Regions from separate parts of the Mus musculus genome. Here regions 2, 3, 4, 5, 6 and 7 are each linked to region 1. A link is a contact called in public ChIA-PET, HiChIP or PLAC-seq and promoter capture Hi-C data. All regions are on one chromosome and are shown on one strand. The core of a region is the stretch at or near the end of the contact, and the rest is flanking DNA. Distances in the headings are between cores, read along the strand shown. Region 1 holds the start of Fam76a (family with sequence similarity 76, member A). Region 2 holds the start of Pigv (phosphatidylinositol glycan anchor biosynthesis, class V). Region 3 holds the start of Ythdf2 (YTH N6-methyladenosine RNA binding protein 2). Region 4 holds the start of Gpatch3 (G patch domain containing 3). Region 5 holds the start of Snhg12 (small nucleolar RNA host gene 12). Region 6 holds the start of Kdf1 (keratinocyte differentiation factor 1). Region 7 holds the start of Rcc1 (regulator of chromosome condensation 1).

Region 1 (3,153 bases), core at 442-2,941:
AGACTGGGTACTAACTGTTGCTAGCAAGAGGCCTGGGTGAGTCATGTAACTCTCTGGACCTTCTCCTCTATATGCATATCACTTCCCTGCTGTTGATGTGGGAGTAGGAATCTGTATGAACTACTCATAGATTTTAAAACAAATATATCATGAATAAGCTCTAGATTGGTCGTTAGCTCTCTAGGTAAGAGTCCAGCTGGTCCGTCTGCTGTTGTGGGATAATGAGAAGGATCACTTGTGATACGAAGGCAAAAGATTAAAGCTGTCTTGTTTATTGAACTTCCTTTAAAAAAAAAAAAAAAAAAAAAAAAGAGCCGGGAGGTGGTGGCACATGCCTTTAATCCCAGCACTCAGGAGGCCGAGTTCAGGATTTTCTGAGTTCGAGGCCTGCCTGGTCTACAAAGTGAGTTTCAGGACAGCCAGGGCTATACAGAGAAACCCTGTCTTGGAAAAACAAAAAACAAAAATAACAACAAAGAATCATACAGCCTTAGACTGAGCAACAGTACACGACTTTAATCCCAGCGTTTGGAAGACAGAGGCAGTCAGATAGATCTCTGAGAGTTCAAAGACAGCCAGAGCTACAAGTTATATGACCCTGCCTCGGAAACAAACAAGAAAAATGTTTAGATCAAAGTTTTTATGTCCAAGGGGGCCTTCAAACACTATCTTTCGGACTCAGTAAACCCAAGTGGCTTAAGGAAAGTATGTGGGCATCTTTTTGGGGGGACGCGGGGAGGTGAACTACACACAGCGGACGGACACAGACACACATTCTGTATCTGAAATATCTGAGGATCTGTCAACGGCAACTCTGCACGAGCTTGCCGACTTAACTGTTGCTCTCTTGAACCGACGAGGTGGGAGGAAGTTATATATAAAAACGCTGGCATTTCAGGGGTTAAAAAATGCTTAGGATGAGGAGGAAGGCTACCAATTAGATGCTAAAAAGTCACCCTGTTCGTGTGTGTTCCAAGACACTGTTGGGGTACTTTTTTCATTTTCCCTAATAAAGCCTTGCCACCTCTAACTTTGAGATCGGCTGTAAAGTGCCCACGAAGTGTCCAGAGTTCAAAACACTCCTCACAAGCAGCACCTGATTCCGGGGTTCAATCTCATCCAGGACAAGGGAAATCTCTGGACCGTCATTCTACACTCAAGACGACCACATCAGAAGAGAAGGCGGTCCAAGGAAATCTTCCCGGGGGGCCAGTCGGGGACAAACAGGGGAGCTGTCCCCTCCCGCGACCTCACCAGGTCGGAGAAGAAACCCCAGCCGTTGCTAAGCACCAGGACACGCCGGCTGCCAGGGCCTGGACTCCGCCCGGGGCTCCCACAAGTACCCTGCAGTCCTCTGCGGGCCCGGCTCAGCTCGTCCGCAAAACGGGCCGGCCACACCCTGCCCGAGGGGACCCCGGCAGCCGTCCTCGCTGGACCGAGAGTTCCGAACCGCGCCTGGAGCGTCCCCAGCTCCCGGCCGCCGCCCCAGCCCGCGCACCTTGCACAGCTGCTGCCCCTGAGACAGCGCCTCGAAGGGGAAGCGCTGGTGGCACTTGGTGCAGGCGTACAGCGCCGCCATGTCCGGCCCGGGCCGTGATCGCCGCCGCCCCTCCCGCCGGCCCGCCGCTTTATCTGACAGTCTCAGGCACAACCTGGCGGCGGCGGCCGGGCCGCGGGCTGCGGAGGGCGGGCGGGCGAGGGCGGGCCGCGGGCGCAGGGGCGGGCTCTCCGGTGCTCAGAGGCCGTTCGCTGGCTCGCGTGGACGTCGATCACGCGGGAGGGGGCGGAACGTGGAGTTCCCGACGGCTCTGATTCGGTCCGGGTTGGACTACGCCACTGTGACGCTCGGGGCCGCGATTATGTAAAGCGCAGTCACGCGGGGGCGCCGCCTGAAAAGAGCGTCTTCCGAGTAGGATAGCGGAAGCCCTCGGGCTCCGCCCACCTGCCCGCTGAGGCTCCGCCCTCGCTCCGCCTCTCCGGGGGCTGCGGGAGCATTGGAGCTTCTCGCGATACTCGATGAAGTTGTGATGTTTTGGGTTGCCGTGGAGCTTCCCGCTAGCCGAAGGAGTGTGGGATTGGGGTGACAGTCGGGCAACGTCGGATTCGAACTACGAGACCATCCGGAGTTTAAACCCACTGGCAACCAAGGAGGAAAGTCTATCTTTGGAGCAGGCGGAGGGGAAAAGCAGGATATTAAATGAGTGTCCTCTATGGGCTGGAGAGAAGGCTCCGAATGCTGCTTTTGCAAAGTTTGGTTCCCAGCACCCACATCTGGAGGCTCAGATCGCCTGTAACTCCAGCTGCAGGGCTATCCCTGATGCCTCTTAACTCAGCAGGCACCTGCACTCACGTGCACTTACAAAAGATGGGCAGTTGTAAAATGGTAAAACAGTAGAGACCTGAAGCTAGAATTAAAGGCAATAGGAACACGGTGGCCATGATACTCTTGAGATCGGTTGGCTGTGTGTGTATGGAGGCCATCTGTACATGACCCAAAACCTTTAATACATTTTAGTTTGTGTGTGTGTCTCTGTGTCCCCCTCACTTAATATGGAGCTAATTGATCTGTCCGTTCTAGTGTGTGTGAGACTTAGGGATTGGTTTGATCTCTAGCACTGGAGAAAGAAAAAGAGGTAGGGCATAGGAAGTGAGAGGAAAGAAAGGAATAGAAAATATCGATGATCATTCATACAATAAACCTTTTTTAAAAGTTATTTTTACTTGTAAATGTGTTTGTGGGGCTGGAGAGATGGCTCAGCGCTGACTGTCTTCCAAGGGTCCTAAGTTCAATTCCCAGCAACCACATGGTGGCTCATAACCATCTGTAATGGGGTCTGATGCCCTCTTCTAGTGTGTGTCTGAAGATAGCAACAGTGTACTTACATATAATAATAAATAAATCTTGGGGCTGGAGCCAGCAAGGCTGGAGCCAGCAGAGGTCCTGAGTTCAATTCCCAGCAACCACATGAAGGCTCAGAACCATCTGTTCAGCTACAGTGTACCCCTATACATAAAATAAATAAATAAATCTTTTTTTAAAAATGTGTTTGTGAGTGTGCATGCCTCTGTGTATGTGTGTGTGTGTGAATGCAGTGCCTATCAAGGCTAGATGGAGTCCCCCAGGGCTGGAGTTGCAGGCAGTTTTAAACTGTC
Region 2 (3,153 bases), core at 204-2,703, 750 kb after region 1:
ACATAAAATAGAATTAAAAAAAAAAAAAGCAAATGACAAAGTCACAGAAAGCATGGGAGAAAAGAAAAAATTCTCCGCCAAGGGAACAAGACTGGTTAATAGCGGTAGTACCCCATCCTCGGCACGAGGGGGCGCCTGCTGCTTACTTCATCACCAGGAGACCGGGAGAAAAGGAGGCCCCCTCACCTCCCAACTCCATGTCGGTTTATTTAGGACAATTCAGTTTAAAGTTAAGCCGCAGGAAACAGCATTTTCTGACTACCCACGATATCTCCAACACTGGATTCACTAAACCCAAATAAATGACAGAAACATGGACACCCAACTCAAACTCAATCAATCTCTCCCTCCCTCCCTCTCTTTTCCCTGGCCTCCAATCCGCACGCACAAAGGAGGCAGAGAGAGGAAAAGTACTGAATCCACCTCTGCATCTTGATTCTCAGTCCTTCCCTCTTTCAAACTCTGGCATCAGTGGCCACAGGAGATGCAACCCACACTCAAGTTAAACAAAGTAAAATCAAGACAGTCAATTATCTCTCTAGCTATTTTGCCAACACCCCTTTGAAAGAAGCCCCTTGCCAAATCAGACTCTTAACTGGCCGGATGCTTAGAACCAACCAGTTTCATTTTTCTTTAATTTACCCGTGAAATAGGCTCCAGAGATCTCATTAGACACCAGTAAGACTGTGTAATTACCATCGCCATTTTATGGATGTGAAAACTGAGGCTCACTGGAGCCAAGTGACACGCCCACCACTTAAAGCTCCTCACGCACTGCTTTCTAAAACCTATGTCCACAGTCAGGAGAGCTTTTTGCCATAAACAAAGGGTATGCATTCCTTGTCCAGCCAGGACATCCAAGGCTTAGCCCAGAACTTTCTCCAACTGTAGCACATGTTGTTGCTGGAAGCTTATGGTGATGGGCCCTAACTGGGAAAGATCTGTTGAACTGGAGTCCTGGATTTTCTGCGGAAGGCTAATACTCTCAAATGGGTGCTGCGTTATGACCCAGAGGCAACGTGGAGCGAGCCGCCTCCTTCTGCTAAGCCCTGCCATACTGGGAGCCCGTTCCAGCCTGCTCTTTTCGGACACAGTTCCTACCCAGGACGGGACAGTGACCCTCACCCCAAGGGAGCCACGGCCCAGGGCTTCGTCCCGGGGGAATCGCGGGGCCGGGCCAGGCAACGGGGCCGGAAGCAGACGAGGGCCGGAGGCTGCAAAGGAAGAGGCGGCGCCGGAGGCTGCTATGGCGGAGGGGCGGGGCTCCTCGCTTCTCTACAGCCTCCGCCTAATTTCTCTCGGCCTGCGTTTGACAGCTTCCCTCCCCGGAGGACTCCAGAGTTGCAGAGCTGGCGCCGGATCCTCCGCGCCCGCGCGTCCAGACCACCCCCGCGGAGCTCCAACTTCAGCGCCTCCATCCGGGTCCCGTCCGTGCCGCGCCTGCGCGCCGGCTCGGCCGACGGCGGCCCCGCCCCGCTCCTGCCCGGACTCGGAGCGCCCCGCCCCCCTCCTCGGCGGCCATGTTGACCCCAGCTAGGGCGGGGGCCGAGGCGGCGGCGGTGAGTCGCACCTTCCCGGCGTGGTGACACCTGAGGAGTAGGCCTCTTGACTCGCCAGCAGTTTGTGCGCGGGCGCTGCGCTCCCGGGTCGGGGCTCTCACCCCAGTCCCCTGCCGTGAGCAGCCTCTGACTTCCCGGTGTGAGCCGAGGCTGGACCCGGGCGCTGCCCCAGAGCCACGCGTTCTCTCGGTGTTCCGCCACCCCAGCTCAGCACAGGACCTGGCACACGATAGACAATATGAATAGGCAAAAGAAAGCCTTCTTGGGGTTTTTGTGGCAAGCAGCGGTACCCTGCAACTGGATGAGAAGAAAGTAGGGGAATTCCCCCTGCCTTTCCCCTCCTGGCAATGAAGGACCTCTGCCCTGCGACAGTCCTCTGTCCCACCTCAGATGACTGTATGGGACGAGGAAGGAAACCTCAGAGAACACCCCCGAGGATTCTCCCTCAAGCAGTTTCTGTCGCAGGAACTGGCGCCAAAAAAAAGAAAAAGAAAAAAAAAAAAAAAAAAAAAAAGGAAGCTAATTGAACAAAACCGCCTGTTGGGGAGGAGCGGCCAGTTGGTACCCCTGTAACTAACGGAAACTGTTAGAACAACTTTGCACCCGCCTTAGAGGAAACAGATAGTAAATCCTTCTCCGTTGGTAGATTTCTCGTTTCTCAGGATTCCAAAGCCTTGTGTGGTTTCAGTTATCTGTCCTCTCAAACGTAGCTTGGGTCTAGGTTAACCTCTGGCCACAGCCCTGGCTGAGGGAGGGGTTTATCTTCTGCAACAGCCACAAATGTGGGTGGGAACAAAGAGATGGGTCTCTATCTCTCCAAGCAAAAAAAAAAAACAAAAAAAACAAAAAAAACTAGCCTTCATCAGTTCGGTGGGGGCCAGAAGCTGTGTCTGTCTATCATCTCAGGCCCTGGGATGTCAACTGCCCCTTGGATGTTTGCGTGTAAGGTGGATAATGTATAATTTAATGACTGGTAAAGAGAAAACAGGAGTTTCCAAAGTCATTTTTCCTCCCCCCCCCGCCCCCCGAAAGCATTTGTTGCCAGTCCTGTGAGTGAAATGTCAGTGCCTCTCTAGGCACACTTGTGACTAGGGCCCGAGGTTGTGACTTGACTTTCTTACAGTCTTCGCAGCACCCTGACCTTAAAGAAACCATCCTTGCTTCGTGAATTCACAGGGGAAAATGGCATGCAAGCTCGAGGTTCTGTCTGTCCAATAAAGAATCCCTGCAGAATCTGCTTGTAAAAAAGGCAGGGGTCCTTTTGTGAGAAGTGAGAGTGTTTGTTGAAACACCCTTCCTTAGGAGGTAGAACTTTGACTAGATCTTCAGTCGCACTTGGCTGCAATCTCTCCTTCCTTCCCTTCCCTTCCCAGCCGCCCAACCCCCTTCTCTTCTGCTGTTTCCCGTTTCATTTTCTGGCTTCTTCTCCTACAGAAGAAAAAAAAAAAAAAAAAAAAGGAAACTGAATCTTGTGCTCTCAAAGCCCTGACACTCTGGCTTTTTGGACTGGAAGGTGGCAGGATGGGATGGGAGGGGTGTGTAGGGCTCCAAGGCTGTGAGAGGTGAGAGAGACAGTGCTAAGCAGTTTGCCTTT
Region 3 (3,153 bases), core at 408-2,907, 710 kb before region 1:
TTTATATAACAAATTAGTAAGTTGTATTAGGAGTCAGCCACACACACACACACACACACACCCAAACACACCCAAACACAAAAGTGAGACAGGGCAGAGAAAGTCTAACAGTACACTGTCCCCTCAGATAATATAGAACAATTTACTACTCACCGGCCTTGCCTGTGGGCTCAAGTAAGGTTCGAAATCATCATCATTTAGTCCATCCTTTTGATGCACAGAACCATTTTGTACTAGAGGGGAAAAGTTAAATTAGCAATGCCCTGGTCCGAAGAGCTCCCTTCCAAACCCATCCATCAGTTTACATTCACACCAGGAAGAAACCATGCTAGTTCCAAGAGTCACTTGGTTTGAAACTCCGGGGAATAACGATGAGCGCCAGGGCTGAAGCAAGAGCCGGACAGTGAAAAAGAGTCTCCACCCCAGAGCGAGCTGATCTTTTTAAAAGGTCAGTGTATTGGCTCCTTCGAATTTCAATTCCCTCCGGCTTTCTCTCCCCGCTTCCTTCACATGTGAGTGACTTCCAGAAAGTGCTCCACGAGGAGGAAACACAAAGGGCTCCTAAGACCTACGAGAAAACTAAGGACCTGGTGCTTCTCAAAATGCATTCCACCCCCGGCCGCTCATGAATTACTCGTTGTTAACGAAAAAAGCTGCCCGCCAGCTGCAGGGCCACACCAAAAGGGGCGACCGCCCCGCGCGCGGCACCTGCGACCCGAGCGGCTTCGGAAAGGTCCTTTCCCCGGGGCGCGTCCTCGAGCCACCGCCCCCACGGCCCGGCGGACCCCCCTCCCCATCCCGGCCGGCGGCCACCCGGAGGAGCGGGGTCTTACCTTTGTTTCCTTGACCTTTTGGTCTCTGCGAGAGGAGGGGACGTCGCCGAGCAGCAAGTCGTCCGAGAAGAAAACGGAAAAGGAAAGACAAATGAACGCGGGGCCCGAGCAGGGAAGAAAGGAACCGGCCTGGGGGGGACGCGTGGTGAGGGGGAGGCGGGGACGAGCGCTAGGCCGGCGGGGCAGCCCCGGCAGCCCGGCCACCCGGCAGCCACACGAGGGAAAGAGAGGAAACGAGGAAGGGAAGCCCGGGCCGCTACTGGGAGGGAGCGCGGCGCGGCCGGCCCGGCCCGGGGAGGAGCGGGAAGAGCGGGCCGGGCGGGAGACTCAGGGCGCGGCCGGTCTGAGGCCCGAATCCCGAGCCGCGAGAGGCGCCCGCCGCGGCCCGGCCAGGAGCGGCGGGCCCGGGCCTAGTCGGGCCCCGTCTCGCCTCACACAATGGCCGAGACATGCGGGCTGGGCCTGTACCTGCTCCAAGAGGCTGCTGGCCGACATGGCTCTCGGATCCTCACGGGGAACGACGGCGGCGGACTCCTCGTCGGGACAGCGGCGGCGGCGGATGAGCCCCGACGACGGGAGCAGAGGGTGCGGCGGCGGCTTTTGTCCCTGACACTCGGAGCCTCGCCTCGGCGGACGCAGCAGAGACACAGCGCGCGACTCGGGCTCCGGCTCCGATCCGGCGACGCTCTAGGCCGCCGAGCTCAACGCCCGTCTCTATGCTCCGGAGCGCGCGCCCGCCCCCTCGCAGCCCGAATGGGGGAGGCCGAGCGGCAGAGGCGGGCGGCGCGCGCGGCGCGAGCGCTGACTCTCACAGTCGCTGACCCACGCGGAAGGGCCCGGCGCGAAGCATCTCGGGAAGGGAGAGCCGCGCCCGTGGCGCCCTCTGCTGGGCTGGAGGAGCGGAAGCGGTGCGCGCGCGGTCTCCCCGCCCCCACCGCCGCCGCTTTGGGCCTAGGAGCCCTGGGTGGCACCGGGGGTCACCACTGGAGTTTTTTGGCAAACACCTAGAGAATAATTGTTTTGTCTTAAGAAAACACGCAGAAGCCCCTTTCTTAATGGGGCAGAGGCTTCTACTCTGTGTAGGACTTGAGCCCTAACTCATAACTGCATTTGATAACTCTCCCCCAATTTGAAAAGGAACCAGAAGAGAGGTCCTAAGAGCTCACAGGGAAAACTTCATGGAGGTCGGCCCAGAAGACACCCGCGCCCTTCCTTAAGACTATTGTCACCTTCCTTCCTCAGGGACTTGAAAAAAACACCCAGGAGCAGTACTTCCACTAAATATTAAAAAGCCGGCCCTCACTGCCCTGCACACAAGACATTTACCCCTTTGACTTTTGAGGGAGAAAAATATACACTCTCTTTTTTTCAGAGAAGTCAGTGACCCCAAAATAATCTAGTAAACTCTGGACTTTATTCCCAAGAAAAAGACACCTCACCCGTATGCACAGTGTCACACACACTTTCTTGAAGTCTGTTGGACCCTAAGAGGAAATATTCGTGATCTAAGGACTGGAAAATGAACGCTATTCCAGTATGTGCTGTGTGCAGGGCTTTGTCATTAAGTGCTTTCTGACACATTAAATTTAAAGACTTTCAACAAGTTCAAAGTGCCTATCAAACAATGTTACAGCTGGGAAAAGGGAGATTAAGCATGCTGCCAAAGTTATCAAGTTATTAAATAGATCTGTGCTTTTGACACAAAGAACAACATAATATCATTCTTCAACAGCTAGAAAAGAAATCCTGTATTCATGAGCTAAGATTCACTGGAGAGCCAAAGGATGAGCAAAGGCAGGTTTTTTTTTGTTTGTAGGGTTTTTTGTTTGTGTTTTGAGACAGGGTGCCTCTAGCTGTCCTCAAACTCACTAGGTAGACCAGGCTAGCCTTGAACTCAGAATTCTGCCTGCCTCTGCCTCCTAAATGCTGTTATCAAAGGCATGCACCACCAAAGGCATTTTTAATTTAAAAAAAAAAAAATCACGAGCTGGGCGTAGTGGTGCATGCCTTTAGTCCCAGCACTCGGGAGGCAGAGGCAGGCAGATTTCTGAGTTCGAGGCCAGCCCGGTCTACAAAGTGAGTGCCAGGACAGCCAGGGCTACACAGAGAAACCCTGTCTCAAAAAACAAACAAACAAACAAAAAAAAAATCACTCTGGACAAGGATATTTAGTAGTAGGTTTTGCTATTGCAAATGGTAGACACCTGAGCAATGCACTATTGTTAACCTAATGCCATCTGCTTGCTAGATAGAGAAGGTTTGGATTTGACAGATTCAGGAGGAAAAAGCCAAGACTCTTGGATTTTACTTTGTAAACCGC
Region 4 (3,153 bases), core at 308-2,807, 650 kb after region 1:
CATCTGAGCAGAAACACCTACACCCACCATCAACCATCAACTGTATAAAAATTCTTAGAGAGGGGTGCGATCTCATGAGCCTTCCCCCTCCTCCATGACAGGAAATTGAAGGGCCTACTTTTGGGCAGAGTTGCACTCGCTATGAATTTAAAAATGGATCCAGGGCTGGTGAGATGGCTCAGTGGGTAAGAGCACCCGACTGCTCTTCCGAAGGTCCAAAGTTCAAATCCCAGCAACCACATGGTGGCTCACAACCACCCGTAATGAGATCTGATGCCCTCTTCTGGAGTGTCTGAAGACAGCTACAGTGTACTTACATATAGTAAATAAATAAATCTTTATAAAAAAAAAATGGATCCAGAGGCTCCAACGCCCTCCTCTGGCCTTCCTGAACACTGCACACAATCACAAGAGCTATACTGTTTGTTTGTGAGGGACTCAACGCCTTGTACGGAGGTCGTCCGAAGCTGGCAATATGGTTTTCGCCTATGATCTCTGGGAATAGTTTTCGATGTCTATGCATGTATTTGTACATTTAAAAAAAAATCTTTTTGAGGGCTGGAGAGATGGCTCAGCGGTTAAGAGTACCAACTGCTCTTCTGAAGGTCGGGAGTTCAAATCCCAACAACTGCTTTGCAACCATCCGTAATGAGATCTGATGCCCTCTTCTGGTGTGTCTGAAGACAGCTACAGTGTACTTACATATAATAAATAAATAAATCTAAAACAAACAAACAAAAAAACCAAACCAAACCAAAAAAAATTTTTTTTTCCCTCGAGACTTCTCTGTGTAGCCCTGGCTGTCCTGGAACTCACTCTGTAGACCAGGCTGGCCTCGAACTCAGAAATCCGCCTGCCTCTGTCTCCTGAGTGCTGGGATTAAAGGCGTGAGCCACCACCGCCCGGTTTGTTACAGATAATTTTATGTGCATGAGAATTTTGCCTGCATGTATGTATGTGCAACACGTATGTGCCTCTAGAGGTCAGAAGAGGGTGTCCAATCTCATGAAACGAGTTACGTATGGGAGAGTTCCCTCGTACGTGGGTGCTGGGAATCCAATCCAAGTATTCTGTAAGAGCAGCGAAAGCTCTTAATTGCCGGGGCATCTCTTCATCTCCCCCGTCCCGCGCCCTGAGAAAGGCTCTCTCGACATAGCCCCGTCTCAGTCACTATGTTGACCAGGCTGGTCTTGAACTCACGCACACCTGCTTGCCTCTAACTCTCAAGTGCCGGGTTTAAAGGCGTGAGGCACCACGCCCGGCTGGGTTGGTACTGTAGAGTCCAGTTTTGCATCAGACCTCCGCCACCTCCCGCTCAGCATCCCGGTGCTCTACACTGGTTCCTCCTTAGAGCCTCTCACACGCTGGACCAGCTATCACTGAGCTACAGCCCAGCCCATCGCACGAGTTTTCCATCTTCTGTGGAGCTGGAAACACAGATTCGGCCCAAGAGCAATTAAAACGAAACTTCAAGTACCAAACGGTCACCGATGCCACATTGACCAAACTCCAGCATCCGAGACGTGGTGCTCTCGCGAGAGTGGACGCCAAGCAATCATGTGACAGGCCAAGATGGCGTCGCCCAGGGAGCTGGACGAAGAGTCGCCGGTTTACCTGGTGGTGAGCGGGATCCCTGCCGTGTTACGCTCGGCTCAGTTACGGAGCTACTTTAGCCAGTTCCGGGAACAGCGCGGCGGAGGCTTCCTGTGCTTCCACTACCGGCACCGGCCCGAGAGGGGCCCTCCGCAGGCGAGTCCCGAGGCGGCCCGGGCTGGCCCGGACCCCGCCGCTGAGGATCCGGTTCTCGCCCAGGCTCCGGCCTCCGATGCCCGCGCTGTCCGCGCCCGGGGCTCTGCGGCAGCCCAGACCCGCACCTGCTGCTGCGTCGTCTCGGTGAGGGGAGCGGCGCAAGCCCAGCGGCTGCTTCGCATGTACTCCGGTCGCCGGTGGCTGGACTCTCAGGGGACCTGGCTTCCCGGTCGCTGTCTCATCCGCAGGCTTAGGCTTCCCACCGAGGTTTCAGGTAAGGGGGAGAGAATGGACCGGACGCACGGCCCTTGGAAAAGAGGCGCATTGCCTGGGTGGTTAAGATAGGTTATCACTGTTTAGAGCTTAAGTTAGTTCTGGACAAAGCTACAAGTTTTCAGCCCAATCTGCATGTTTTTACTCAAGGACTTACAAGGCAAAACAGACAAAACAACTGAGATCTGTATAGATAAGTTTCAAATGTATCCCCTCTTAAGGACCATTTCCCTAAGGGTGGTGATTTTTGTACTGACATGATTTCTTAAAAAGGATATTTGGAGCCCGGTGCGCTAAGGCACGCCTTTGATCCCAGCTCTCAGGCGGCAGAGGCAGGAGGATCTCTGAGCGAGCGAATTCCAGGACAGCCAGTGCTACACAGAGGAACCATATCTTGAAATGCACAAAGGAAACTTGGTTTCTTCTAATCTAACCTAGCGACTGGAAGACAGGCTCTGCAGAGGAAAGAGCTGGGGGCAGCAGAGAGGGGCTGGGCACAAGTGTGTCCATTGGGGAAAAGGAAGCCAGGTGTTTTAAAATGCCAGATGGAGAGGTTTAAATAAATTATTTTGAAACAGTTCATCCTAAAGAGTCATTAGCAATAGTGGTGGTATATATGCCTTTAGTTCTAGTGCCTGGGAAGTAGAGGCAGATGGATCTCTGTAGTTCTAGCCTGGCTTGGTCTACAAAGTGAGTTCCAGGACAGCCAAGACTATCTAGCTCTGACCCTGTCTCAAAAGTTAAAAAAATAACATACAAAACAAAAATGAAAAACTGGTATCAGCTCAAAGTTAAACAGTTTCATAGAAAGAGGTGTGTGTGTGTGCGTGTGTGCGTGTGCGCGTGTGCACACACACTCGAGTGCATATGCCGGCTATGGTTTAAGCAGAATCTTTAGGAGCAATGTCTTATCAAGACATACAGCATGAGCTGCCTCTCTATGTGTGTGTCTCTCTCATGTAATCTATGCTGGCCTCAAACTCTATGAAAGTTCCAATGACCTTGAGCCAGGTGTGGTAGTGAACCCCTTTAATCCCAGGAAAAGCAATCAAATTTCTATATTCAAGGCCAGCCTGGTTTACATGTCTAGTTTCAGACCAGACAGGGTCTGCCTCAAAAATAAATAAACAA
Region 5 (3,153 bases), core at 439-2,938, 610 kb before region 1:
AGCGTGGTCTGTATAGTGAAACCCTGTCTCAAAAAAACAAGCTCCCTAAACTACCACTCCCAGCTTGCTGGGGGAGGGGAGAAGGGGTGGTAGGATCCAAATTGTGGTCTTCATGTTTGCACAGCAAATGCTTTTAACCTCTGAGGCACCTCTCCAGCCTGAAACCTATTTTTTCTTAAATTAAAAAAAAAAAAAAAGATTTATTTATTTATTTATTTATTTATTTATTTATTTTATGAGTACATTGTAGTTGTCTTTAGACACATTGCAGATGGTTGTGAGGCACCATGTGGTTGCTGGGAACTGAACTCAGGACCTTTGTAAGAGCAGTCAGTGCTCTTAACTGCTGAGCCATCTCTCCTGCCTGGAAACCTATTTTTTCAGGTGTATGTAGGAGCTAAGGGGAATAGCTTGGGAGCAGCATGTGGTAAGTCCAGTGACACCCTTCCTAACATTGGGGAAGGAAAGAAATTGGACCTGGAAGGATGCTTGTAATTCCAGCTACTTGAGAGGCTGAGGTCTGCCTGGACAAACTAGTGAGATGCTGTGTAAAATAAAAACAAAAAATAAAAAAAAAAAGAAAATGTTACCGGGTGTGGTGGTGCATGGCTTTAATCCCAGCACCCGGGAGGCAGAGGCAGGAGGATTTCTGAGTTTGAGGCCAGCCTGGCCTACAAAGTGAGTTCCAGGACAGCTAGAGCTCTACAGAGAAACCCTGTGTTGTAAAACCAAAACCAAACCAAAACAAAACAAAAAAAGAAAAGAAAATGTCACCTCTCTACTTTAAACTGTAGACGTGATACAACCTGCTAGCCATCCCCCCGGACCCCCGACCGTGACTTTCCTGTCATGAAGGACTGCAATCTGGAATTATAAGCCAAATAAACTATATTCCCCTATCAAAGAAAATAAAATAGAAAAAAAAAAAAAAAAGGTGGGCTGGAGAGATGGCTCAGCAGTTAAGAGCACTGGCTGCTTTTCCAAAGGTCCTGAGTTCAAATCCCAGCAACCACATGGTGGCTCATAACCACCTGTAATTGGATCTAATGCCCTCTTCTGGTGTGTCTGAAGACAGTGACAGTGTACTCATATATACATCAAATAAATAAATAAATCTTTGAAAAGAAAAGAAAAAAAGAAGAACAAAATTTTGGTTTTTTGAGACAGGGTTTCTCTGGGTAGCCCTGGCTGTCCTGGACCTCACTTTGTAGAACAGGCTGGCCTCGAACTCAGAAATCTGCCTGCCTCTGCCTCCCGAGTGTTGGGATTAAATGCGTGCGCCCCCACGCCTGGCTTCTGAGGGTCATTCTTTAAGAAGATCTGCCAGCATGCTGTTACCCTCTAGGCCATCCCGGGATGCTCCGGGGGAAAACTCCATTTTTTTTTTTCTTCTCTTTTTTTAATTTGCAAAATCTCTTTATTAAGCACATCCAAATGTGGAAAACCCTTTCTAAGATCGGTGTAATTCAAAGTCGCCCGGGAACTTAATCCATAGTGATGGCAGTTGGTCAGAGATTTGAGTTGAGCGCTCTGGCCTGGGTCGAAACCACTATCAGGGCCAGACAAGGAGCAGGAACCCGGCTTTGCTAAGAACTACATTTCCCAGAGGCGCCGTGCGTCAGGTGGATGACGCAGACTCAGTAGAGGGCGCGAGAGTATATAATCCTGGTGCAGGCCGTTCTCAGTCCTTTCTCGCTTCATCCGCGGTCCCTGTCTGTTTTCGTTATGGCGCCTTGTACTTCTACCCAACGTTGCCCGCCCCCCATCTTCCCAGCCCACCAGCTCCGTCCGCCTCTCCGGATGATTCGTGAGATACCGAGCCTGCCGGGAAGGGACCGGATTTTTCCGTCTGGTCCAAGGAAGCACGGGTTATGGCCACATGCGCAGTGATAACTCAGGGCCCCACGCCTTTTGACCCGTGAGTGTTGTAGGCTTGGGGGTGACGGGATCTGGTAAGAGCATTTGTGCCTTTACTGGATTACGTGCTTGGGTGCAGTAACCTTATTAGGATGACGCCAATGGAAGGGCCTGTGACCATTACCTCCGAGCGACCTTTTTGTGATTAACCTCGCTCCTATGTTGGGTGGAATTTGGGTCCTACCACGTGCTAGGCGATCGCTATGTCAACCATAGTATTAAAGCCTTAAAAAAAAAAAAGTCAGGATAATGGGCCCTACAGAGTTGGGCAAGGATTATACAACCTCGGCTTTCTCGCTTTCTGATTGCAAAAAGCCGCCATTTTATTCAGCTAAACCTGATGTCCACAGCGCGTTAAAAAGCGTTTGTAGGCGGTAGGGTCATTAATTTGAGACTGCTTTGGGTTATAGTCAGGAACCTATCCCAATGTCTAAAGCTTCACGTATTGAACTAGGAGCCATCGGAGCCCACAGGATTGCCTTTTCAGGCGTCTCTCTAGTAGGCAGTGGTGAGGCATGTGGCTTGTGGGTTTGAGGTCTAGCAATTGCTATCGCTGTCTGTGGCCCTTATCGAAGCTGCAGCAGCTTCTACATAGCTGCTGTGGTCAAAAAGGTGGCCCAGAGAAAGAATTTTCCTTGACGGTCGCAGTTCTGTTTCCTGTAACTGATCTGCAACATTGTGGAAAATGACAGCTTCACCTTACTATTTCTCTGGAGTATGTAGCAATCTTTAGGCTTTTATTCCTGGGGGGGGTGGGAGGGGATAGGAGGTAGACCGGTGAGTGAGCTCAATCTGATTTACAATTCAGGCCTGTATTGATCATCTATTGGTAAATAAACAATGCCTTGGTCACTGTCACAGTCCCTATAAGGTAATGACTGGGAATATGGAACAAGATTATTGTGGCTAATTCTGTTGCCATTCATCTTAGCTGTTGATGAAGATTGTGAGGAGGGAGACCAGAAGATAATGGACAACGATACAGCAGAAGGGTCTGGTAAGCTCCGTTTAGTTGCACTACCCGGGGAGACCTGAGGCATGTTTCCAAGGGCTGTGGCTGCCTGTAGCCATGGGATCTCCAACTGCATGCCAGAGTAATGGAGAGACTTTGACAGCTCAGGTCAGCACAGTGCCTGCAGCTGCCACTCATCTTTCCTATATATGTATATCAGGCCTCAAGTTGAGCGCCCTCTACCTGTGAGGCTATTGTTCTGTGGTATTTACAACAAATGTTTC
Region 6 (3,153 bases), core at 327-2,826, 600 kb after region 1:
TCCAAAGGGGAATATGGTGTACCCCTTGTCCATCCTTGCCCCAGAAGGAAGTGTGATAGACTGTGGGAAGTTCTGCCACTGGGCCTTTGCTGGGAACTTGCCACAGGGATCTCTCCCAAACCTGTCATTTCCATGTGTGACCTTCTTTGTCCTCCCCAGTTGACAGAGGTACCTTTTAAAATTGTTTGTTTGTTTACTTATTTATTTACTTATTTATTTATTTATTGGTTTTTTTTGAGACAGGGTTTCTCTGTGTATCCCTGGCTGTCCTGGAACTCACTTTGTAGACCAGGCTGGCCTCAAACTCAGAAATCTGCCTGCCTCTGCCTCCCAAGTGCTGGGATTAAAGGTGTGTGCCACCATGCCCCTCATGGTTTTTTTTGTTTGTTTGTTTGTTTTTTTGAGATGGGGTCTCTCTACATAGTCCTGCCAATCCTGGAACTCACTCTGTAGACCAGGCTGGCCTGGAACTCACAGAGGTCCACCTTACTGCCTCCAAAGAGCTGGGATTAAAGGCATGTGCCACCACATCTGGCTAGAGAGGTCTATATCTACAGAGGGGACACTGGAAAATGGAAAGTGACTTGCTCCCATGTCAAACAGTTCAAAAAGAGCAAGAAAGACATCAGGGACTATGTTGGCTGTGGAGGCGCATGCCTGTGATCCCAGCACTCCATAGATAAGAGGAGCAAGTCTTCAAGGGCAGCCTTGGCTACATAGGGAGCTAGAGGCCAGCCTGGGGTACATGAGACTTTGTCTCAGAAAACTTGAACAATCTACGGCTGCACCCCTGGGAACATACCTGATCTAGGCTGATCTTGACTCGAAGCAGGACAGGATATGGCTGGTCTTCCCAGGATCTTGTATTGGAAGACCTAGGTAAGAGGAGCTGAAGAGAGAGTTCTGCCTCAGAGAGCACTGGCTGCTCTTCAAAGTTCCAAGGTCCCCAGTTCGACTCTCAAGTGCTCACATAACAGCTCACAACCCTCTGTAACTCCAGTTCCAGGGCATCCCATGCCCTCCTCTGCTCCCTTACCTGTGGGCACAAGGCACGCAAGTGGTGCATGGATGTACAAGCAGGCAAGACATTCATACATATAAAAACATTTAATGTAAAAAAAGAGAAACCTAAATAAGTGAATATGTAGACAGACAGATAGATAGACAAGAGATCATTGCCTAGCTATTCAAACAGTGAAGAATATTTACTAAGCAGTTGGTATGTGCCAGGCGCTGTACTAGGGAAACAAGACCAGACCTTACCCTCAAGGTCAGAGGCTAAAAGGAGGAGACAAAAGACAGGAAAGCAACAGTCTGCTGGGAACTATAATAAAGAGTCCAGAGAACTGTTCCACATGACAGAGCTAGGGACTCAGGGGCCCGGACGGCTTCCCAGGAGGCATGCATGCCCTTTAAGTAGGAGCTTTGCGGCCCGGTAGGCGCCCCATGGGCTCTCCGATACTTCCAGGACACTGGACTATAGAGCAGAGAGGGGACCTAAGCACTGTTGCCCGATGATGGCCCCTCTCAGGGCCTCACTCTCCTGGCTGGGCCGGAGCTGGGCGGGGCCTCGGCCAGGTGCGCGGCGGCGCTCGGCGGAGGCAGGAAGTGTGTCCCCAGCGGCGCCCCGTGCCGCGCTCCCGCGAGACGCTTACCTGCGACCCAGGTGAGTGCCGAGGGGGGCGGGGGAAGGGCCGAGCGGAGGCGGCTCACCTGGCTGGGCAGGTAAGGCCGGCGCGGGTCCGCGGGGGCGCGGGGCGGTGCAGCCCCGGGTGGGTGACCCTGGAGGCCGCGCCTGGACGGCGGCGGGGCGCGGGCCCTGCTCCTCGGGCCCCGACGTCCACTTCCGGGGTGCGCGGGGCCCGGCCGGAGCGGCCCGAACGGGCGCAGGGCTGGGCTGGGCTGGGCGGGCCGAGAGGCCCCTGGGGTGCTAGGACCCAGCACCGTGCGTGGAACAGCGTCGGGAGTCGCGGGCCACGGCGCTGGTGGCAAGCGAGGCGGTGCGCGCCCCGACGGCAACGCGAGCCCTGCCGCCTGGACGCGCGCGGCTCCTGCTTGCAGATGAGACAGTGGCTGGGGCTGTGCCAGGGGGGTGCACAGTACCCTGCGCCCGAGCTGAGCAGAGCTGAGCGCGGCTCGCTGACCATACGTTTGCCTGGACAGAGGCTGCTGCAGCCGGCTCGTCCTGGGGACACAGGGAGGAGGGCCCATGGAGAGCCCCCGAGTCTGTCTGTCTGTCCGTCTGTCTCTGTGTTTTGTGGGGACTGTCGGAAAGGCGAAGGCAGTGAGAAATCAGAGAATCCTGGGGCCATCAGACCTTGAGGCATCCTTGCGATGCCTTCGAACGCTGCCAAGTTAGAGAATGCCAAGAGTGTGTCTTCCCAGGCTTTTGCTAAACACGGAGCTCCACCCCCAACCCCCATACCTCCGTAGAGGGTTAGAAGGACATTAATCTCTCCTCTTTTGAGAGATGAGGTTTTCCATTTTTATTTTACGTCACATTGGTTTATTATTTACTTATATTTAAGTTAATTTAATATATATTTTGTTTTGCTTTTTGAGATAGGGTCTCATATGGCCCAGGCTAGGCCCAATATTCAGCCAAGGATGACTCTGAAGTCCTCATCATCTCATCGTGTCTTGTGCTGGAATTACAGACGTGGGCCACCTCACTACTCTAAGATGAACCTATTTAAAGATGAGGAAGCTGGGTCCAAGACTCTTGTCCCAGGCCAAAATTGAGGCAAAAATTGGTCCCACTAAATTAAGTGAGCAGTGTCACTGGGTTGTCAGGAGGGATGGACCAGGGACAATCGTGGGAAAAGGAAGGTGTAGATGGATGGTTTGAAGGGACGCTCATGCAAGGCACTATTCATACCACAAACAGGAAGGCTGACTGCTTGGTTGTTTAAGTTTCAGACAGGGTCTCTCTCTTGGGTAGCCCAGGCTGATCTTGAACTCAAAGAATCTGCCTGGCTCAGCCTTTCTAGTTCTGAAATTACCTGAGGGAGCCACCAAGAGCAGAGTACCTGGGGTGAAGAGCCTGGCCTGCCCCGCAGCAAATCTTGTTCCTTCCCAGCCTGCTGACTTACTTGATCTCTCCTCTCTGTTCTCTGAGCTTCCGATTCCTGAACTGTACAGTGACAGTAAATA
Region 7 (3,153 bases), core at 462-2,961, 580 kb before region 1:
ACTTCCACTCCCTGGGATTCATCTTCAGGGAATTTAAAAACTGGGAGAAAAACGGACAAGACTCAGAATAAAATCCAGGAAGGAGTCAACTTTCATTAATAAGCACCTACGGTGTATGACCCCGTTAAGAGTTCAGACCTGTCCCCATGTCAGGAATAGAATTGCACACCATCCATGGGTGAGATGACAGCTGAGAGGATGCCCCCCATACACACACACACACACACACACACACACACACACACCCAGGACTGGAGCTGCTCACAGCCTTACCTGCTAAGTCAAAGGGGTGGGTAGACTAGGTTAGACAACCCACCAGGAGGAGGGTTTTCCAGTTACTCCCACTTCTGGAGCATTTGGTAACCCCAGCGGTGGTCCCTCCCTTCCCCCCACACTCAGAACTTTCCAGCTAGACTTAGGGAAGAATATCTCTGTGAGAAAGGCTACCAGGAGAGAAGGCAAAGCCTGGGCAGGCTGCTGCTGTGTGCGGCCAGTAACTAACTGAGAACTGAGCACGCTCAAGCCACACCAGGAAGTCCATCACCCAGGTCCAGAAGTAAGTGATACAGCCTCGGGCTATCTGTTAATTTTTTTTTCCTAGAGAGAGAGGGGCAATAGTTCTGGGGGATGTTTGAGTAACTAGCTTTGCACAGATTATAGGACACATTACTTTCCCTTTAAAGGCAAGGAGACTAAGGTTTAAGAGAACCTAGTGGGACCTGCCCGATCCAGACTCCTGCTCTTGGTTGCCTCTGCAACCAGAACCTGGTGAATCACTTCTAACTCATCTTTTCTGAGCTCCATTAGCATGCTCTTCTTGGGTGACGCAGCCTTCTCTGTATCCTCCACACCCTCCCCACAAGCACCAATGTCTATGACCCAAACTCTTCGAGTGGTTGCATGTGCTGTATGTACCCCATGTCTGGATCACCCTGATTCTGTTACCCCAAACATATTAAAATCTCACCTGGAAAGCTATCCCCAACCCTCCACAGCCCGGTTACGGCTTCTGCTTTGGAGTTTCCGGGTCTGTTTCATACCCTCAGCTTGTCCCACGGCACACGTGGTCGGAGGACTTAATTTAGGATGAACCAAAGACGTGGCAGCAGCGACGTTCAAGTTCCACGGGCATACTTTGCTGATCTCAGGAGACCCTAACTGTGGACCCACGGAAGACTCGCCTGGGAGCCCCTGCGTCCCGCAAAGGTCACGGAGACCCGCCTTTGTCACCATTGTTCCCCAGCGGCACGGAACAACCGGGTGACACGGGGTTGAAGAGGGTTAAGGACAGGCCACGGTCTGTGAACGCTGCTGGCCCCTCCCCACCGGCGGCTCCCCAAGTTCCCCGCCGCCGCGCGCGCCCGGGTCCCCGCGCATCAGTCGTTTGAATCTCCCGCCACGGAGCGGAGTGCGCGCCCCAAGCGCGACGGCTAAGGGGCCCGAGCGCCGGCGAGGCGGGGCCCACGCGGGCCGGAGCTCGTGCGCCTGGAGCGCCGCCGGCTTCACGTGCAGCCCGCCATGTAGGTTGCGATCTCGGCCTACCACGACCTCGCGCACCTCCGGGTTTCCCGTCCCCAGGGCTCCCTACGAACCGGAGCGCGACCTACCTCGGGACAGGGCGGCCACAAGCAACTCCGGCGCTCGGCGGCCGGCGGTGAACTGCCCCGAGCATGCGCTCTGCGGGCCTCCGGCCGCGACCCTGGCCAGAAGGGAAAACACAGAGCCGGGCGGCCCCTGGCGGCCACCGCGGGAAGTGCGAGCGGCTGCTCCTAGTTTGTACACAGCATTCTGTACTTGGGAGATTTCCTCCCCAAAGTGGGATGAGTGGACAAATAACCAACTGGAGGAACTACTAGAATTCCTGTTTGTTTAGGAAAATCTGGTGCGTGAGGTCTGCACGGAACAAAACAAGGCTGATGGTTCTTGTTTTCAAATTATATATGCAGAAGGCTCAAAAGACCCCAATCTATACAGAGCCATCTGATTCAGTCTAGGTAGGGCTCAGGAACGGCTAATTAGTCTAAGTGGAAGAGGCATTCAGGATGAATAACATTTCCTTATTTATTATATGTATGAGTGCTTTTCATGTAGGTACATCTGTGTACCACGTATGTATACAGTTCAAAGGCCAGAAAGAGAGCATTGGTTGCAGTAGAACTGGCGTTACAAATGGATGCGACCTGCCATGTATGTGCTAGAATGGGATTCCCATCTTCTGCATGAGCAACAAGCACCCTTAACCACTGAGCCATCTTTCCTGTCCCAGAGAGGTGACATTTGCAATGACAGAGAGTAAGACATGTGAAACTGCCATATAGTCTGAAAGTAGAGGGTAAAGGTCTAGTCTACGGGGACAGTGTGTGATTATGGGAAGGTTCTGCTCACAAGATGAAATGTTCACAACTTTAATGGACTTTGGGTAAAGTGTAACCAAGAATGGAGAGGCAAAGAGCAAGCAGGAAGTAGATTCGGTAATGCCTGGGTTGGTGGCACCGCCTACAATCCCATCATTCCAGAAGCTGAGGCAGGAGGGATACATAGTGAGATTCTATCCCATAAAGAAAGAAGAAGAAGAAGGAAAAAAACCTGGGGCGAGAAGAGGGGCACTGGTTGTAGTTCAGTGGCTGAGTGCTTTGTCTAAGTGTGCGGTGCAAGGCTCAACTACAAGATAGTAAGGGAAGGAGGGGGGAGTAAGGGCTGGGAGCAGGAAAAGATGACTCAGAGCTGGGAATTGTTGGAGTTGGGAGCTAACACCAGAAGCAGAACACTGTGAAAAATGGCTTAGGGCTGGAGAGATGGCTCAGTGGTTAAGAACCCTTGGCTGCTCTGGCAGAGGTCCTGAGTTCAATTCCCAGCAACCACATGGTGGCTCACGACCATTTATAAAAGGGATCTGATGCCCTCTTCTGGCCTGAAGGTGTACGCACTCCTACACTAAAAAACAAATTTAAAAAAGGAAGAAGGAGGAGGAGGAGGAGGAGGAGGAGGAGGAGGAGGAGGGGCTGGAGAGATGGCTCAGCAAGTAAGAGCACTGACTTCTGAAGGTCCAGAGTTCCAATCCCAGCAACCACATGGTGGCTCACAACCACCCGTAATGAGATCTGACGTCCTCTTGCGAGTCAGAAGACAGCTACAGTGTACTTATGTATAATA

Evidence for each region. Promoter capture Hi-C pulls out the DNA fragments that hold promoters and counts their contacts. ChIA-PET counts read pairs in DNA pulled down with a chosen protein or histone mark. HiChIP or PLAC-seq counts read pairs in DNA pulled down with a chosen protein or histone mark. Capture Hi-C pulls out chosen DNA fragments and counts their contacts.
Region 2: a contact with region 1 is called in an RNA polymerase II ChIA-PET map of memory CD8 T cells, with 15 read pairs. The contact joins the promoter of Pigv here to the promoter of Fam76a in region 1. A contact is called at or near these places in 1 of 39 promoter capture datasets (neutrophils) and 1 of 115 datasets of contacts at active chromatin or transcription factors (memory CD8 T cells).
Region 3: a contact with region 1 is called in an H3K4me3 HiChIP or PLAC-seq map of pro-B cells, with 2.3 times the contacts expected there. The contact joins the promoter of Ythdf2 here to the promoter of Fam76a in region 1. A contact is called at or near these places in 3 of 39 promoter capture datasets (erythroid cells, hippocampal neurons and pre-B cells) and 2 of 115 datasets of contacts at active chromatin or transcription factors (embryonic stem cells and pro-B cells).
Region 4: a promoter capture Hi-C map of pancreatic islet shows a contact between it and region 1. The contact joins the promoter of Gpatch3 here to the promoter of Fam76a in region 1. A contact is called at or near these places in 4 of 39 promoter capture datasets (the C10 cell line, liver, neutrophils and 1 more), 1 of 115 datasets of contacts at active chromatin or transcription factors (embryonic stem cells) and 1 of 9 other capture datasets (pancreatic islet).
Region 5: a promoter capture Hi-C map of neural stem cells shows a contact between it and region 1. The contact joins the promoter of Snhg12 here to the promoter of Fam76a in region 1. A contact is called at or near these places in 5 of 39 promoter capture datasets (the SN4741 cell line, hippocampal neurons, liver and 2 more) and 1 of 115 datasets of contacts at active chromatin or transcription factors (memory CD8 T cells).
Region 6: an H3K4me3 HiChIP or PLAC-seq map of bone marrow-derived macrophages shows a contact between it and region 1, with 3 times the contacts expected there. The contact joins the promoter of Kdf1 here to the promoter of Fam76a in region 1. A contact is called at or near these places in 1 of 39 promoter capture datasets (hippocampal neurons) and 3 of 115 datasets of contacts at active chromatin or transcription factors (bone marrow-derived macrophages, embryonic stem cells and large pre-B cells).
Region 7: an H3K4me3 HiChIP or PLAC-seq map of pro-B cells shows a contact between it and region 1, with 2.4 times the contacts expected there. The contact joins the promoter of Rcc1 here to the promoter of Fam76a in region 1. A contact is called at or near these places in 2 of 39 promoter capture datasets (liver and pre-B cells) and 2 of 115 datasets of contacts at active chromatin or transcription factors (bone marrow-derived macrophages and pro-B cells).

What each region holds. Positions count from the first base shown.
Region 1 is chr4:132,920,860-132,924,012 of GRCm38.p6, forward strand. It overlaps Fam76a (family with sequence similarity 76, member A), which reads right to left and starts at 1,692. Exons shown (of 9, transcript NM_145553.2): 1 at 1,499-1,692. The coding sequence starts at 1,579.
Region 2 is chr4:133,671,194-133,674,346 of GRCm38.p6, forward strand. It overlaps Pigv (phosphatidylinositol glycan anchor biosynthesis, class V), which reads right to left and starts at 1,454. Exons shown (of 4, transcript NM_178698.5): 1 at 1,126-1,454.
Region 3 is chr4:132,210,599-132,213,751 of GRCm38.p6, forward strand. Ythdf2 (YTH N6-methyladenosine RNA binding protein 2) reads right to left here and starts at 1,658. Exons shown (of 5, transcript NM_145393.4): 1 at 1,302-1,658; 2 at 834-858; 3 at 154-233. The coding sequence starts at 1,328.
Region 4 is chr4:133,573,188-133,576,340 of GRCm38.p6, forward strand. It overlaps Gpatch3 (G patch domain containing 3), which reads left to right and starts at 1,558. Exons shown (of 7, transcript NM_172876.2): 1 at 1,558-2,023. The coding sequence starts at 1,573.
Region 5 is chr4:132,306,990-132,310,142 of GRCm38.p6, forward strand. Snhg12 (small nucleolar RNA host gene 12) reads left to right here and starts at 1,689. Exons shown (of 5, transcript NR_029468.1): 1 at 1,689-1,918; 2 at 2,849-2,914. Snora16a (small nucleolar RNA, H/ACA box 16A) reads left to right here and starts at 2,476; the gene lies at 2,476-2,611. Snora44 (small nucleolar RNA, H/ACA box 44) reads left to right here and starts at 2,964; the gene lies at 2,964-3,080.
Region 6 is chr4:133,517,387-133,520,539 of GRCm38.p6, forward strand. It overlaps Kdf1 (keratinocyte differentiation factor 1), which reads left to right and starts at 1,577. Exons shown (of 4, transcript NM_133707.2): 1 at 1,577-1,666. It overlaps Gm42323 (predicted gene, 42323), which reads right to left and starts at 2,472. Exons shown (of 3, transcript NM_001378703.1): 1 at 1,714-2,472; 2 at 803-875. The coding sequence starts at 2,423.
Region 7 is chr4:132,344,039-132,347,191 of GRCm38.p6, forward strand. It overlaps Rcc1 (regulator of chromosome condensation 1), which reads right to left and starts at 1,712. Exons shown (of 10, transcript NM_133878.3): 1 at 1,608-1,712. RefSeq lists a cis regulatory region at 1,267-2,114.